Linked DNA regions of Rattus norvegicus: region 1 is linked to region 2. A link is a contact called in public Hi-C data. All regions are on one chromosome and are shown on one strand. Each heading gives the region's core, a stretch centred on a gene start, on an enhancer-like site or on the middle of the called end of the contact. The rest is flanking DNA. Distances are from core to core; before and after follow the strand shown.

Region 1 (7,066 bases), core at 1,517-4,016, 160 kb after region 2:
ACAGCTCCTGGCCATACTACCTTGTTTAGAAGTGCTTGCCCGCAAGTCATGTTTCCATGTGGACTTGGGGAGGGGTTTTAAGATGAGAGAAGATGGCAGTTGGAGACGGTTGAGACAAGAAATAAGAAAGAGGGTGGAAGTGAGAATTCCTTTGCCTGGCGATGAAAAAAAAAAAAAAAAAACAACTAAGCTAGAGGTTTCTACAAGGGGGAGGAGGAGAGGAAGAGCAGAGCTGGCTTCTGGGGAAACAATAGATCTAATACAACCCCTAATTGTCAAGCCAGTGATGTTTCCTTGAAGCTGTGCCTTCTGGATCCTCTAGGCCCATCTAGAAAAGCAGGTTTCCTCTAAAGAAGCCCCCCCACCCCCAACCCCAGGAGCAGGTTTTACTACCCTGAAAACTTGAACCAAAACAAAGTTGTGTGATTCATCTGGAGGGAACGTTGTAACAAATAAAGCCAACTTTCTTCCCTCCAACACTGCTTAACAGTTAGTCACAAACAAGGGCTGCCTCGGGCAGGCTGACTAAATCAACAGATTCCCTTCCCTAACCAGTCTAGACTGTAGTTAATATGCAACTGATTCCACACCAGTGGGCTGACAGGGTGAGAAGGCTGCTTTAGAAAATGAGATTCTGGCAACATTTTGGCTTACTTCATATCAAAATAAAAAGGAAGAAAGGATGTGGGGAGATCCCACATGAGACATGCTCTTGTTAAGGACGATAGGGAAGGATGTATTAAAGAATCGATGTGAGTACTCTGTCTGTGTGTTTAGTAAGGGACAGCATCTCCCAGCCTTCCAACTGGAATCCATGCCCTACACAGACACACAGACGACACACAGACACAGGCAGCCGATACCTGGAGGAAAACTCCGCAGCCTCCAGCCAGGCAACAACTAGTAACAACGGCACAGTGTGAAGAGTGAGCGTTTTACCACTGGCTTCCTATACCATGAGCTCAACACCGCTTCCTAAAGCAGCAACTGTTACATCCCAGCCTCAAGCTGGCAAATCCTGCTTTGGATCCTGGCAGAGGAAACTCAGCCGTTCATTAGCCTTAACAAGCTGCTGTCACGGAGCAGAGAAGTTACAAGAGCAGCCACACACCAAGGATCGCAGGGCCCTCCCCAAGGGCAAGGGTTTTTGGGTTTTTTTTTTCCTCCTCCAGGATGGACTGTACAAATTCACACTCCGAACCGTGCAAATCCAGACTGTCTTTCTGGACTTTCCACGGTGCACACTGTAGAGTTTTTAAACACCCATGGTGTCCCCTATCCCCAACCGCCCCGCCCCCATCCACCACCATCTTTCCTGCAGAATGTCCCCTCAGCACCTCCTAATCGCTGCTGGAAAAACCACTGTTTCCGCAGCAGACCCAGCACTTTCCACTGACCAGCACTTTCTTTATTCCACTTCACAAAGCCCAGTGAACTTGTCCCCCAGTCAGGCTTCAACGTCCCTGAGATGCCAAGCGAACTTGGCACCGGTACCCTTTAGCATCCTAGGAGTTTTCTAAACTAGTCCTCTAAGACAAAGTAGGGAAGCACAGAAGCACACACCACCCTTTGTCCAAGGTGGTGCTAACCTGAGAGACACCCCAAACAAATAAACAAGACACAAGGACACAGTAGAGGCTGCTCCTTCTGGAGGCATTAGCTGGGGAAATGTACAATGCATTGTCAGCCTAAGAGAGATACATCTCGTCTTCCTTGTACATATCCTTAAGCGTCTTTTGTCACCTGGCTTCTCTTCCTACAGCTCACCTTGTATAATCTAAAAATCAAGCTCCTGTTCTGAATTGACACTCGCTAAATCACTGGGAAAAAACACTCCATGCCACCCTCACCCAACCCCCCTTGACGGTCCTCAGGACCAGTTGAAATAGATAAAGCTGATTTAAGTACTAAGACCAGAACTCCTGCATCTAGGAACGTGGTATCCTGTCAACCATTGCTCGACCACCTTCCCACCCGGCTCCTCCAAACCCCAGAAGTTCGCCAGCAATTCTCTTGCCGGGGGACAGCGAGCCGACAACGTGTGCGCAAGGATGTGTGTTGGTGACAGAAACGCAGGCAGCTAGGACCAGCTCAGCTCAGCACACTAAGGGGTTAGGGGTGGGTGGAGAGGTAAGCGCATATGATTGTTTCACAAAACATTTTAAACAACACACAGCCAAAAAATAAATAAATAAGAAAAAAAGAATTAAAATGTTTTTCAACTCAAAGCCCACACCAAATGCAGCCCCTGCGTCTCCGCCGCCGCCACACGATTTACACAAGTAATTTAAATCATTCACCTGCTGCCAGGTCTCCTCCAGGGATGGCAAAGCTGAGAAGTAGCCGGTGTCGTGGACAAGTTGTAGCTCCTGGAATATACTATAACTAGCCAACACGTCCATGCTGCTGCTGCCGGGCAAAACCGGAGGAGAAACCCTCCCCCGAGCTCAGCTGGGTCTGTTTGTTTGTCAGTCTGTCTGGCTCACCCCCCAAGAAGGCAGACATCCAGTGGCCCTTTTGTTTTGTTTTGTTTCAGTCAACTAAAAAAAGGAGAGAAAAAAAAATCAATGCAGGAGAGAGGGAGAGAGGAGGTGAGAGAGGAGCGAGTGAGTCGGGTGGATGGAGAGAGGGATCCAGCGTGTACAGTGCAGATGACTGCCAGGAAAAGGGGACTTCACGGGAGTAACAATTCCCTTCCAGGGCTCTAATCACTCCAGCTCGTGGATCAGGAAGGGGGACGCAAACTCACTGACACGAAGCTGCCATCTATATCTGCAGCGCTGTTCGCTCCTAATGCAATCTTTGCTCTTTATTTTGGGAGGTTGCATTTTTTTTCTCGCGATCGCTTCTCGCCCCCCCACCCCTTCCCTTCCCTCCCCACCCCCAACCCCATCCTCGCTAGTTTGTAGTCCCCCCCCTCCCCCTTGTCTCCTCCTCCTGCTCTTCCCCCTCCCCAAACTCCCTCCCTCCGCCCTGCTTTGCGCGCAGCCGTGGGATCTCGGAGGAGGACGTCCATGAGGCCGCGTGTGACCATGTAAGGTAAACAGGGGGCTCATGAAGTCACTGAGGACCAATGCGGCACTCGGAGCGGACCCTGGGGCGGGGCCAGGCCCCGACGGCAGCCGCCGATTGGCGCGCTGCGGATCTCCCTGCTGCCTTACAAGGCGGTACAAGGCAAGCTATTTTTAGAGGGCTATATAAGGGGGTAGAGGAGTCCGCCAGCCGGCCGGGGAGCTCGAGCGCTAGGGAGGGTTGCTGCGACACTTGCGCTGGCTCCCGGGACTCCTAGGCGGCTGGGCTCGGGTTGCGCGCTGGCCTCCGACCCTAGCTGCAGGGCTCGTCCGAGCCGACGGCGCCCGGACCCCGTGCATATCCGAGGGAACGGGTTGCCGCGGTGGCCGATCGGGAGGTGCGGTCCCCAGTCCTGGGTTAGGATGCCTCCTGCGGGAGTAGCCGGTAGAGCGGCGGTGCAGCCGTCGGGGGCAAGTAGCTCTTTGTACTCGGCATTCCTGCCAAGCATGGGGAAGAAGGGTAGCAAGGGAGAGGCCAGGCTCAGAACAGCGTCACGTACCCCAAACTAAAGCCCAAAAGCCAGTTCCGAATTCCCCACAGGGTGCAGAAATGAAGTGCCAGAGGAGGAAGTGCCTCACAATGGCAGAGAACAAAGGCGAGCTGCGCGGAGACTTGTTTGTGCCCGCCCCCGACGTTGCACGCTGGCCCCGCCCCGGCCCGCGCGCCTCCGTGCGCGTCGCCGTTCGCCTATCGCCCTCCTGTTCCCCTGAACGGAGCCTAAAACCTGGCCAGGAGTCTGATGTCTAGCATATTAGAATGTGCATGAAGAAGAATAGGAGGAGAGTAGGTAGAATTAGGGTGCAGGTTGGAGCATGCAGCCAGCTAGCAGATCCTTACAAGAGGTTTATCCAGTAGCTTCCTGGAGGAGTGTGCATAGCAGGGGTAGAGCAAGGCTCTAAAGATATCGAGATTCTGCAAGCTCAGAGATGGAAGCCTGTGCAATGCACGTGGTTAAGAGTTGCCCAATTGTTTGCTTGACCTTAAATGGCTAGTATGGCTTCTCCAAAATACACCGAAAGCTGGACTACTTTAGGAATAACTACAGAATTCAGTACTTAGAGACAAGAAACATCCTTGTACATTCAATTTCATCGTCTCCATATCATTCCCTTCTGTTGATAACAATATTAAATTAGTTTAAAAAAAAAAAAAAAAACAAAAGATCACCCATCCCCCAGAGGAAATTAAATAAATTACTAAGATTTGAGAAAAACTGGTTTATTTGCCCTTTAGTGCCTGAGATTCTCGTTAGTCAAAGAACAAAACTCACTGTATTAATTCATTGAGGTCTTGCTTACAATATGCGGCCACCGATTAGCTCCATGACTTGAGCAAGTGGCAGTGACGGCCTCTGCTTCCCAGGAACAATCACAAGAACAAGAATGCAAATCTCTGCCATTCTTGTTAGAAGAAGCAAAATGCTGTTTGCAATTCTTCTAGCATAGTATGTCACTGTTAGAGGCACTAAATGTTAGCTGTCACTGTCCTCAGACTTTAAGCAAGGAAATTAAATAGTACCTGAACTAATAGTCTCCACAGGGAACAGGCCAGGGTTTAGAAGAAGAAAGTGAGGTAGCAAAACCTTGCAATTATTGGTTAGATCTCACCCTGTCCACTCTTCCCCCAAAGCTATCTGATTGTAAGTCTTGGGCAGAAATCTATTGAGAGATCCTAATGCAGATGTGTACATGCGTAATAAGAAAACGAAAAGAAAAAAGCAACCTTGGATACAGCAAGATCACATAATTTGCTGTTTAAGACTCAAGGCAATTAAATTATTGTATTTTATATTTATACTATTACTATTTCTATTTGGTTGTTTTGGATTTTGTTTTTGTTGTTTTCTTCAAGGCAATGTTTCTCTATTTAGCCCTGACCAGTCCTGTAACTCATCTTTGTAGACCGGGCTGGCCTCAAACTCCTGCCTCTACCTCCTGAGTGCAGGGATTAAAGGTGTGCTCCACCACACCTGGCTTATTGCAAGCTTTGATCAATATATATCTTAACTTTGGAGTTTGGAAATTTGGGAAATGTTGATCACACTCTTCGTACATCGACATTCTATGTGCCCAGTCTCCTTCCACCCTCAGCATGCCACCCACATAGGGTTTTCAACTTAGAAGATGAAGGTCTCCAGGCTTAGTATATAAATTAACGATGGTCAGACAAGCAGAAAGTGACCAGGCAGTGTGCTTCAAGTCCTGGAGAGTCTGACTTATAAGGCTTCTGCATGAGCTCTGCATGGCAAAACATTGAGGTTTTGGTTTTAAGTTCATATGTGTTTATTGACATTGCTCTGGTGGGTTGGAAGACTGCCGTCGAAGCTTTCCCTGTGGAACTTTCAGGCACCCAGCCTACAAAATGAACAAACAAAACGACGTTTTACAAAGTAAATCCTACAAATTAGACTTGGAGGTCTTTTTCAAAATGTTATAGGACATTTAAGAACTCATTCTAAGGGGTGTAGGCAACAAAGTGCTCTAAAATGCATGGTTTCAACATTCGTCATATTTAGATATTGTAATTTTTTATTTGTTTTTAATTTACTACCTTCCCTTTCCTCCCTCCAACTCCTCTCATGTCCCCTCCTGTTCCCTCTCAAATTCATGGTCTCTTTCTCTTGAGGGGTGTGTGTGTGGTGTATGCTTAAATATGTAAATATAACCTGTTCAGTCCATTTAGTGTTTCTTGTATGCTTATCATTTTAGGGCTGACCTATTGGTATTGGCTAGCCAATAGGGAGCTCAGCCCTGGAGAAGACTGTTTCTCCTGCTCTCAGCCTTCGGTTTGTTTTGTCTACAGGGTGGGGCCCTGTGAGATTTCCCCCTTCTCTGTTACCACGTCTATTGATATTCTGCTTGTTCAAGTCTAGGCGCGATACAACCCCACAGCAGATTTCTTTAGTCTTCTGGCTCTCAGGATCTTTCTGCCTCTTCCTCCTTGATGCTCCCTGAGTCTTGGATGCAGGAGTTTTGTTGTGGATATAGCAGCTGAGGGGAGGCACCCCCAGATTACTTGTTCTCTCGGATTTGACAAGTTGTGGTTTTCTGTTCTGGTATCTGACTAGCAAAGCGACATTCCACTGATGAGGAGTGAGAGCCACCCTCATCTGTGGGTGTGCAGAGAAGGTGGCCGAATGAAGTGGCAGTAATGGGTTCTCCTGTAAGATCCTGGTTAGTTGACTAGATCTCCCTCCTGTTGAGAAGCCTTAAGTCCAATTAGAGAGCTGATGGTTGCCGGCCAAGATGAGAGCCCTTGCGGTTACCAACCATGCTAGTTGTTGTGATTCACAGGCTGGGTGCCCTTGCTTTCCTCTCTTGGAAGCTTGGATGGTGCCTTCCCCTGCTGTGAAAACTAATCCTCAGGGAGCAGTCTTTCAGGTCAGATCTAGTTGGGACCCTCTGGGTGCAACCTCCGAAGTATATGTTTTCAGCAATAGGCACCTGCCTTCAACCTCTGGGTGGCAACCAAGGCCAACCGAAATAACCTAAATTGTTTAGGTCTCTTGGACTCCATTGGCCAGCAACTCACAAAGAGGTTTCTCATATATTGGGAGTTTTGTTGGGTATTTTTAATAGCCTAGAAATTCTAGTTTCGTATTGCAAAAACACATGAAGTATCCCGATATATAAAATGATCAATAAATTAAGACCATAAGGGAACAAAAATAACCTGCACTTTTATGACCCACAAATCAAAATCCTTTGCAATATCTGGTATTTTTTCAGCTTTTCACATCAGGTTTTTACTACTATGAAGCGTTGGTCTGTTTTAATGGATGAAGATAATGGAGTTCAGACAATGCATGTATTTTGCTCATCGCTCCATGTCTATTTAGTACCGGAAGTAAATTCAAATATAGGTATTGCTCCAAGTTACCTACATAATCTGTCTCCTATGCAAACACTGTCTTTGGAAACACTGATGAAAGTATTCCCAATAATAATGGCTGGGAGTGGCAGTGCATGCCTTTAGCATCAACATCTGGGAAGTA
Region 2 (6,938 bases), core at 320-2,819:
TTTGTAGAACTTAAAGCAATGCTTTTCTTGAGGAGATGCTTATTCAAGAAGTTGTCATGGAAGAGAAAATGAAGAGGAAAAGAAATACAAATAAGAAAGTAAAGTGTTAGGTGGTCTCAAGTTGGTCTTAAGTACAGGAGGATCTAGAAATAAACCACATTATACATTGGTTTTAGAATAAAGAGAAAGGGATGGAATTTTGTGTCCCAGTTTTATGGCCAGGGCAGAGAGTGGGGCTAGGCAAGGTACTTCACATCAGCCTGTAGCTATTCCCTAGAGAAATGGTGAGGCTTTAAGTTGTGACTAGCATCTGGGGAAGGGCTTTGAAGCCAGATAAAGGTTGTGAATGGAGTACCAAGATGGTCAACACCACAGTTATTTATTATAATTATAATGCTGCCTTCTTTACTCTCTTCAAGGACAGAGACTAACAAACCTCTCAAAACACACAGGACCTGATAAATACCAGTTATCCTTTTGTCACTGTATCTGTCTTTGTTAGTGTTTTAGTGCTGTGAAGAGACACCATGACCATAGCAACTCTTATAATTGGGGCTGGCTTACAGTTCAGAGGTTTAGTCCATTATTATCATGGCAAGAAACATGGCAACACACAGGCAGACATGGGGCTGGAGAAGGAGCTGAGAGTTCTACAACTTGATCCACAGGCAGCAGGAGACTGTGGGCCAGACTGGGTGGAGTTTGAGCATATGAGACCTAAAGCCCACCCCCTCAGTGACATACTTTTTCCAACAAGGCTACACCTACTTCACAAAAGGCTACACCATCTAATACTGCATTGCCTATGGTCCAAGCATGTAACACATGAGTCTATGGGTTATTCAAACCACACAGCATCAATCTTTATGTCACTCTGTAAAAATGATGAAGATGAGAGACATCTATGTAAAACAGGGGTAGCTGATGGTTTCTGCCATGCTTCTGTACCTTAGAGTGGGGACCTCTGACTTTGTTGCCTTTATCTGTTTCTCCTTCTTCCATGATGACAGAATGCTTGATTTCCCATTGGAGAAAGCCCTGATTCCTGGCACAGATGCCATTCTACTCCAGGACTTAATCCTATTGCTTCCAGATGTCCATGTTTCCACACCTACACGAATTGCCTTTAGAGTGAACACATGATCCAGTTTGGAACAATAAATGCAGGGAGACTCTCCCTAGGGGGGGTTGGTGAAAAGTTCTTCCTTGGTCTTATTAAGGATTGGGAAAGATTCCCGTTCTTCCTCGCCCACTCTCTCCCTCCCCCTTCCCTTCTCTCTTCTCACTGGCATTGGTGATAACAGAGCTGTGAAGCCATTTCTGGAACCTGAGCTAGAGAGCAGTCTTGGAAGAAAGATATGACATCTCAATAGACAAAAGGCCCTCATAGCCATGTTGCCCCCTCAGAATATGGTGGATCTCTGCCTTCAGCCATATCTAAAGTCATAGTCTCTTGAGTCCAACTGTGTGTGAATCAAAATTCCACTATTTGCCTTAGCCATTTCAAATAAGGCTTTGTTTTTTGAAACATAAACTATCCTAAGTGATAGACTACAGGGAGTGGGAGGAGGAATGGATTACAGTCTGGGAATGTCACCACCCACTTGTTTTTGGCAAACTTTCATGTGCAAACCCTCCCCTAGAGTCCTGCAATTTGTTCACATTTTAAAACAGGAACAGACAATACAGCATCCATGATAATGACTCGTGCAGCATCCTGACCTGACTGTGAGTGCCTTCTCTTCCACTGGGTGTGTCTGACTTAAGAATTTTGTGTGTAGCACATTGGCCCCTGCAGTCATACTGGCTTCATTTGGAAGGCCTCCAATTGCCAGCACAGCTTTTTGTAGAAACATCTCCAAGACACACGAAGAAAATGACTTCTTCTTCTTCTTCTTCTTCTTCTTCTTCTTCTTCTTCTTCTTCTTCTTCTTCTTCTTCTTCTTCTTCTTCTTCTTCTTCCTCTTCCTCTTCCTCTTCCTCTTCCTCTTCCTCTTCCTCTTCCTCTTCTTCTTCTTCTTCCTCTCTCTCTCTCTCTCTCTCTCTCTCTCTCTCTCTCTCTCTCTCTCTCTGTGCGTATTCCTTCTTAAGTTTATATTAAAAAAAAAGTTTTGTTGAAACAGCATTTACATCCTTCTGAACACCTTTGGAAATAATCAAAGGACTGAAGATAGCTTAGGTGTTACTTAAGAGTCATTTTATAATCTCTCTCTCTCTCTCTCTCTCTCTCTCTCTCTCTCTCACACACACACACACACACACACACACACACACACGTCTAAGAACTGACTTAGGAAGGGGCTGAATGCAAAACCTCATCCTGGCCATGCATAAGACCCAGGAACCCGTCAATCAGCTTATCTTCATCTTCTTTCTTTCCCACAATTTTTCCTGAGCTCTCTTGTGAGAGGGCTGTGGAATTTGCCCACTCATGGAGGTTATTGTGCTCCTAGATGGATCTTTTAGAAATAATAATCTCAGTTATTATCATGGTTAGCTCTCTCTCTTTGTTTCTTTTCTTCATTTACAGTGCCTAATGCCATCTTTGACCAGATGGAGAATGCAATTAAAATAAATATAATGTAATATAAAAATAAAACAGAACATATTGCTTTTGCAGGGCAATCTGGGCCCAAGATTTTCTGCAGTGGAAATTACTGGCTAAATAAACCTATCTCCTCATTGACACAAAGCTGCGAGAAGAGGCAGGTTTCAACAAAAAAGAGAAAGAAAATGTGATTATTTCCTAAATCAAGGCAAGAGAAGTTTTGCCCAAATGGAAAATTATTGAAGTAGAAAGGTTTTTCCTTTCTATCTTTATATAAACATCATCAGAAAAGTCAATACCACAATGCAGTGCTACAGGGAGTGAAAATAAATGGATGGGGTCATCTCGAAGAAGCTTCCAGTTTAGTCGTGCGGAATCCACATTGGTGCAAAGGAACCGGAGCTGCACTCCAGGTGACCTTGAATAAGGAGATATCACAACTGTATTCTGGCTATGTGGTACCCTGTGCCCCTCCCTGTGTTGCCACATCTGAAATTCAGTCTCGCCAGCAGACATTTCCAAAAGAGAACAGATGGACTATGGCCGCTAACACTCAGTCGTTATAGGTATTATCTCAGTAAAGGTATACAAGCAACACACACTCAGATGTGCAAACATGAGGATTGTTGGAAGGATCCATGCTTTTTTCTCTTACTTAGAACGTGACAGTCCTGCACTCTTGGAAGACGGGAACAGAGACTTGAAACCTAGGACCCACAGAGTCCCAGCAAGGCTTCGTGTGGCTGTGAGTCATTGGCTTCTACCTCTTTCCAGGCACCACCTCTCTCTTTCTCTCATTTCACAGTAGTCTCTTTTCACGAGGTGACCTTAAAAGAATGTCATTTCCCCAGAGGGAGATTCTTAAAACACTGATTATCACCCCAGATTCAACATCCTGACAGGCTCTAAGATTGAGCCAGCTATCCATCTCTGACCTGTAAAGGAATTATCTGTTATTGCAAGTACAGTTTCAAGAATTCACCCATTTGAGTGGGTGGGTCATTCTCAGAAAAGGCACATCTAGCCTGGCATGGTGGTACACACCTTTAATCCCAGCACTCAGGCAGAAGCTGGTGGCTCCTGGTGAATTCCAATTCAGCCTGCTCTACATAGCAAGCTCCTGCACAGCTAGAACTCCATAGAGAGGCAGGGAGAGAGAGAGAGAGAGAGAGAGAGAGAGAGAGAGAGAGAGAGAGAGAGAGAGAGAGAGATCAAAAGTTCTCCCATTATGAATTTGTTCCAATTAATTAAAGATATTTCAATTTTCTCACTTATAATCACTTCTGTGATTACAAACCATAAACTGTATTTTCATTCTTTTCTTCATGACGTATCTGTTCCTCCTTTCTAAAACTTGAAGGCATGGCTGATAGAAGCAGATCAGAAAGCTTATATCCTGGGGTGGGAGTGGGGGATCTTCTGATAATATTTATTCTTTTAAACTCTTTCTCTTTGAAGGCTATGCACATACCAAAAGTTGATAGAGACAAGGTTTACCTAAAGGATTTCTGATTGTGGATAAACAAAGAAGCTTGAAAAAGGTTGAAAGGCCATCTTAGACCTGTTGCATGCCAAGAGGAATATCTGCAGTGTTCTTTGAAAGCAGAATAAATAATCATGCCACAAAGAAGCCTGATTCAAAGGCACTCAGGAATATCTGTTGATACTCTGGTCACACGATTTTCTTTTCTTTTCTTTTTTTTTTTTTTTTTTTTTTGCTTCTGTTGAATATTTTGAGTGCTAATATGAGGAATTAGAATAATCTATTTCATTAACATTTAATAAGGGTAAATCATTTTGTGAAATATAAAGTTAACCATTTAATCTTTGGGTTCATCTCATGGGTTGAGTATTATTAATACTTTGCAGGCAGAAACATTAAAGTCGAAGGGAAGTTACGTGGCCAGCCATAGACACACAGCTAGTGAGCCTGTGAGTACAGTTACCCAGCTCTGTCCACCACTGGAAGTGTGTCCTCATGTGGCTATTTCTGTATTAAATTCAGATCTATTGTACTTGGTTTGATGGCTGCAGCTCACGGAAAGAACAGCAGATGCACACAGGATCTTACCTACGTAGTGATTTGAGCTCCAATCTTTGGGAAATCTATCTACCTTTGTGAAGCCATTTTCCTCACTGCTGATAAGGGCACCAAACATAAGTATCTTTCCAAACTACGGAAGCGATTGAGAAGCTTTATAGAGAGAACCCCATAGGTTTAATTTTCTCTACACTCGGCCACCAGTCATCAGAGCAATGCATCTGACCAATGCAACAGAGTAAGATATTGTTTCCCTTGACATCCAAAGACAGCTTGGAAATGTCGACAAAAGTTCAGGTGACGTAGAAGGGGAAAGTTAGCTCTATTTTTAATGGCTGGCATTTTGGCTCACAATTGACTCATCTCTCTCCCACTGCCAGCTCCTACTCCCTGCCTGCCTCACTCTACCCTCTTTCGGCAGCCAGAAGCTGATTCGGGGTCACCTTCCGATTAGATCCCAGAGTCTTCCCCAGCCAAAGCATACCAGCATCTTATGAAGAACATACGGCTCTTGACTGTGTGCTCTTGACTGCGCTGTCACCCGGTACTGGCTCTGGCCTTCAGATGCCCTATCTGTAAGATGACAGGGGTGAAGAAAAATATCTGCTGGGCTCTTTCCAGTTTTAATGCTCATCGCCCAGAGTGAGAAAAGACAACACTTCTCAAGGTTTACCCAGTCTACTCATCCAAGCCTTTCCATGGCATTTTTTGGCAGAGAGAACACTAAAAAGGTTGTCTGCGCACCCCAGTCTCTCCTGCTTTCTAGGGCTGACAGATGCGAGGTTAATACTCAGTGAGAGCTGCAAAGTCAGGAAGAACACAGCCACTGAGACCCACTTCCCACGTGCTTTGCACATTCCAATGTGACATTTGGTGGCTTATTCTGCATGCTTTACTCAGTTCTACTCTAAAAAGACATGTACTTTAAGGGGCTCCTCATTCCGAATACTTGAACAAAGCAAGACCCACATGTTCTGCGGCTCCAGGTATGAGAGACTTTTAGATCTTGCAAGCTGGAGTGCCTGTGGGTGGGCAGTCGGCAGCTGATTTTGATGTAGCCTCTGTCCTCATTACGCACCAGGGATCAGAGGACACAACCTGGCCAGCACTTGGAGTTTTCAGTGCAGATTGTTGAGATTCCAGCTTTATTACTTACTTGCCGTCTGATCCTGGGCAATGTTTGAACCCCAGTGTGCCTCACTTCCTTGCCTGCAACAGGAGGATAACATGCATTTCTGCTTTGTAGGGTGGCGGTTAGAATTAGATGGCATTGCCCACATAAAATACTTAACAGGGCGCCTTATTCATACAAGCATTTAAAACATGGTGGTTGATATCATTATTCCTCCAAATATTTGTTCACCTACACACAGCAAATTCAAGAAAAAAAATCAGTTTTGGTTGTAAAACACAAAGGCCAATATCCCTATTACATAAACAAAACAATTATGGTTTTTCCATTCCTTTGAGTTCTCAAGCAAAACCATGGGTATAAAATTCAGAGCAGAGCCAAATTGAATTTCCAGGAAAGTGATATCTAAGAAGCTTTTAAGCAAGGGAGAGGTCTGTTGGCTCAAAGGCATAAACACATCTTGCTCTTGGAAACAGGATAGGAGCAGATAGCATGGCTGGCCTCTGACCACTTTAGAGAACTTCCACCTGCATGGAGACAGAGGCACTGGTCAAATTTAGCTCCATTCCATGTCTTTGCTCTCTGCTTCTTTACCTCTTTCTTCAATGATATTTCTGCATCCCCAGAAGGAGCGTGGGGGAAACTGGGTGCTGTTGCAGAATGAGGCAATGATGGAGAATGCAACAGTGAGCCAATCATTTTCATATCATAGGCATTCTATGTAGGTGCAAGAATGTTTGCCCATGTACAGCGGCCACCGATATAAGTAGCTATTAGAATCAGACAGACAACAAACCCGAAGCAAATGGATCTCAGTGACTGTTGCCACACACATCCATTGCACTGTATCTCCTTGGTTTATAAAAGAAGTACAAAGTACAGAACTTTAGGTCAAATATTTTAATCAGTGGAAATTTGTCCAAAAATATTGAAACACCATAGAATCCAAGTCTCATGGGCACTGGCTGTAACAAGGGCTTGGGGCTTGCAGGTAAGATTGGCTTTAGAGAGCTAGAGGGAAAGGAGGCTTAGAGGTTAAAAGCATTGACTGCCCTTCCAGTGTTCTGTAGTTCAATTCCCAGCAACCACATGGTGGCTCACAACCATCTGTAATGGGATCTGATGCCCTCTTCTGGTGTGTCTAAAGATACATAAAATAAATTTTAAAAAAAATTTAGGGGCTGGGGATTTAGCTCAGTGGTAGAGCGCTTACCTAG

The links. A called contact is a pair of places that touch in the nucleus more often than the background predicts.
Region 1: a Hi-C map of prefrontal cortex shows a contact between it and region 2, with 2.7 times the contacts expected there. The contact joins the promoter of Klf7 here to the enhancer-like site in region 2. A contact is called at or near these places in 4 of 12 Hi-C or Micro-C datasets (the A7r5 cell line, the Rat2 cell line, frontal cortex and 1 more) and 1 of 1 datasets of contacts at active chromatin or transcription factors (oligodendrocytes).

The regions. Positions count from the first base shown.
Region 1 is chr9:73,017,290-73,024,355 of GRCr8, forward strand. Klf7 (KLF transcription factor 7) reads right to left here and starts at 2,767. Exons shown (of 4, transcript NM_001399681.1): 1 at 2,301-2,767. The coding sequence starts at 2,402. LOC103690543 (a long non-coding RNA gene) reads left to right here and starts at 2,873. Exons shown (of 2, transcript XR_010054801.1): 1 at 2,873-3,039.
Region 2 is chr9:72,861,717-72,868,654 of GRCr8, forward strand. No RefSeq gene overlaps it. Among named protein-coding and RNA genes, the nearest start is that of Cpo, 51 kb to the left of the region's middle. Within about 2 kb of position 1,570, at least 15 of the 93 cell types and tissues checked have an H3K27ac peak or open chromatin away from gene starts, as enhancers often do. A contact at or near this core is called in prefrontal cortex, where this site is marked.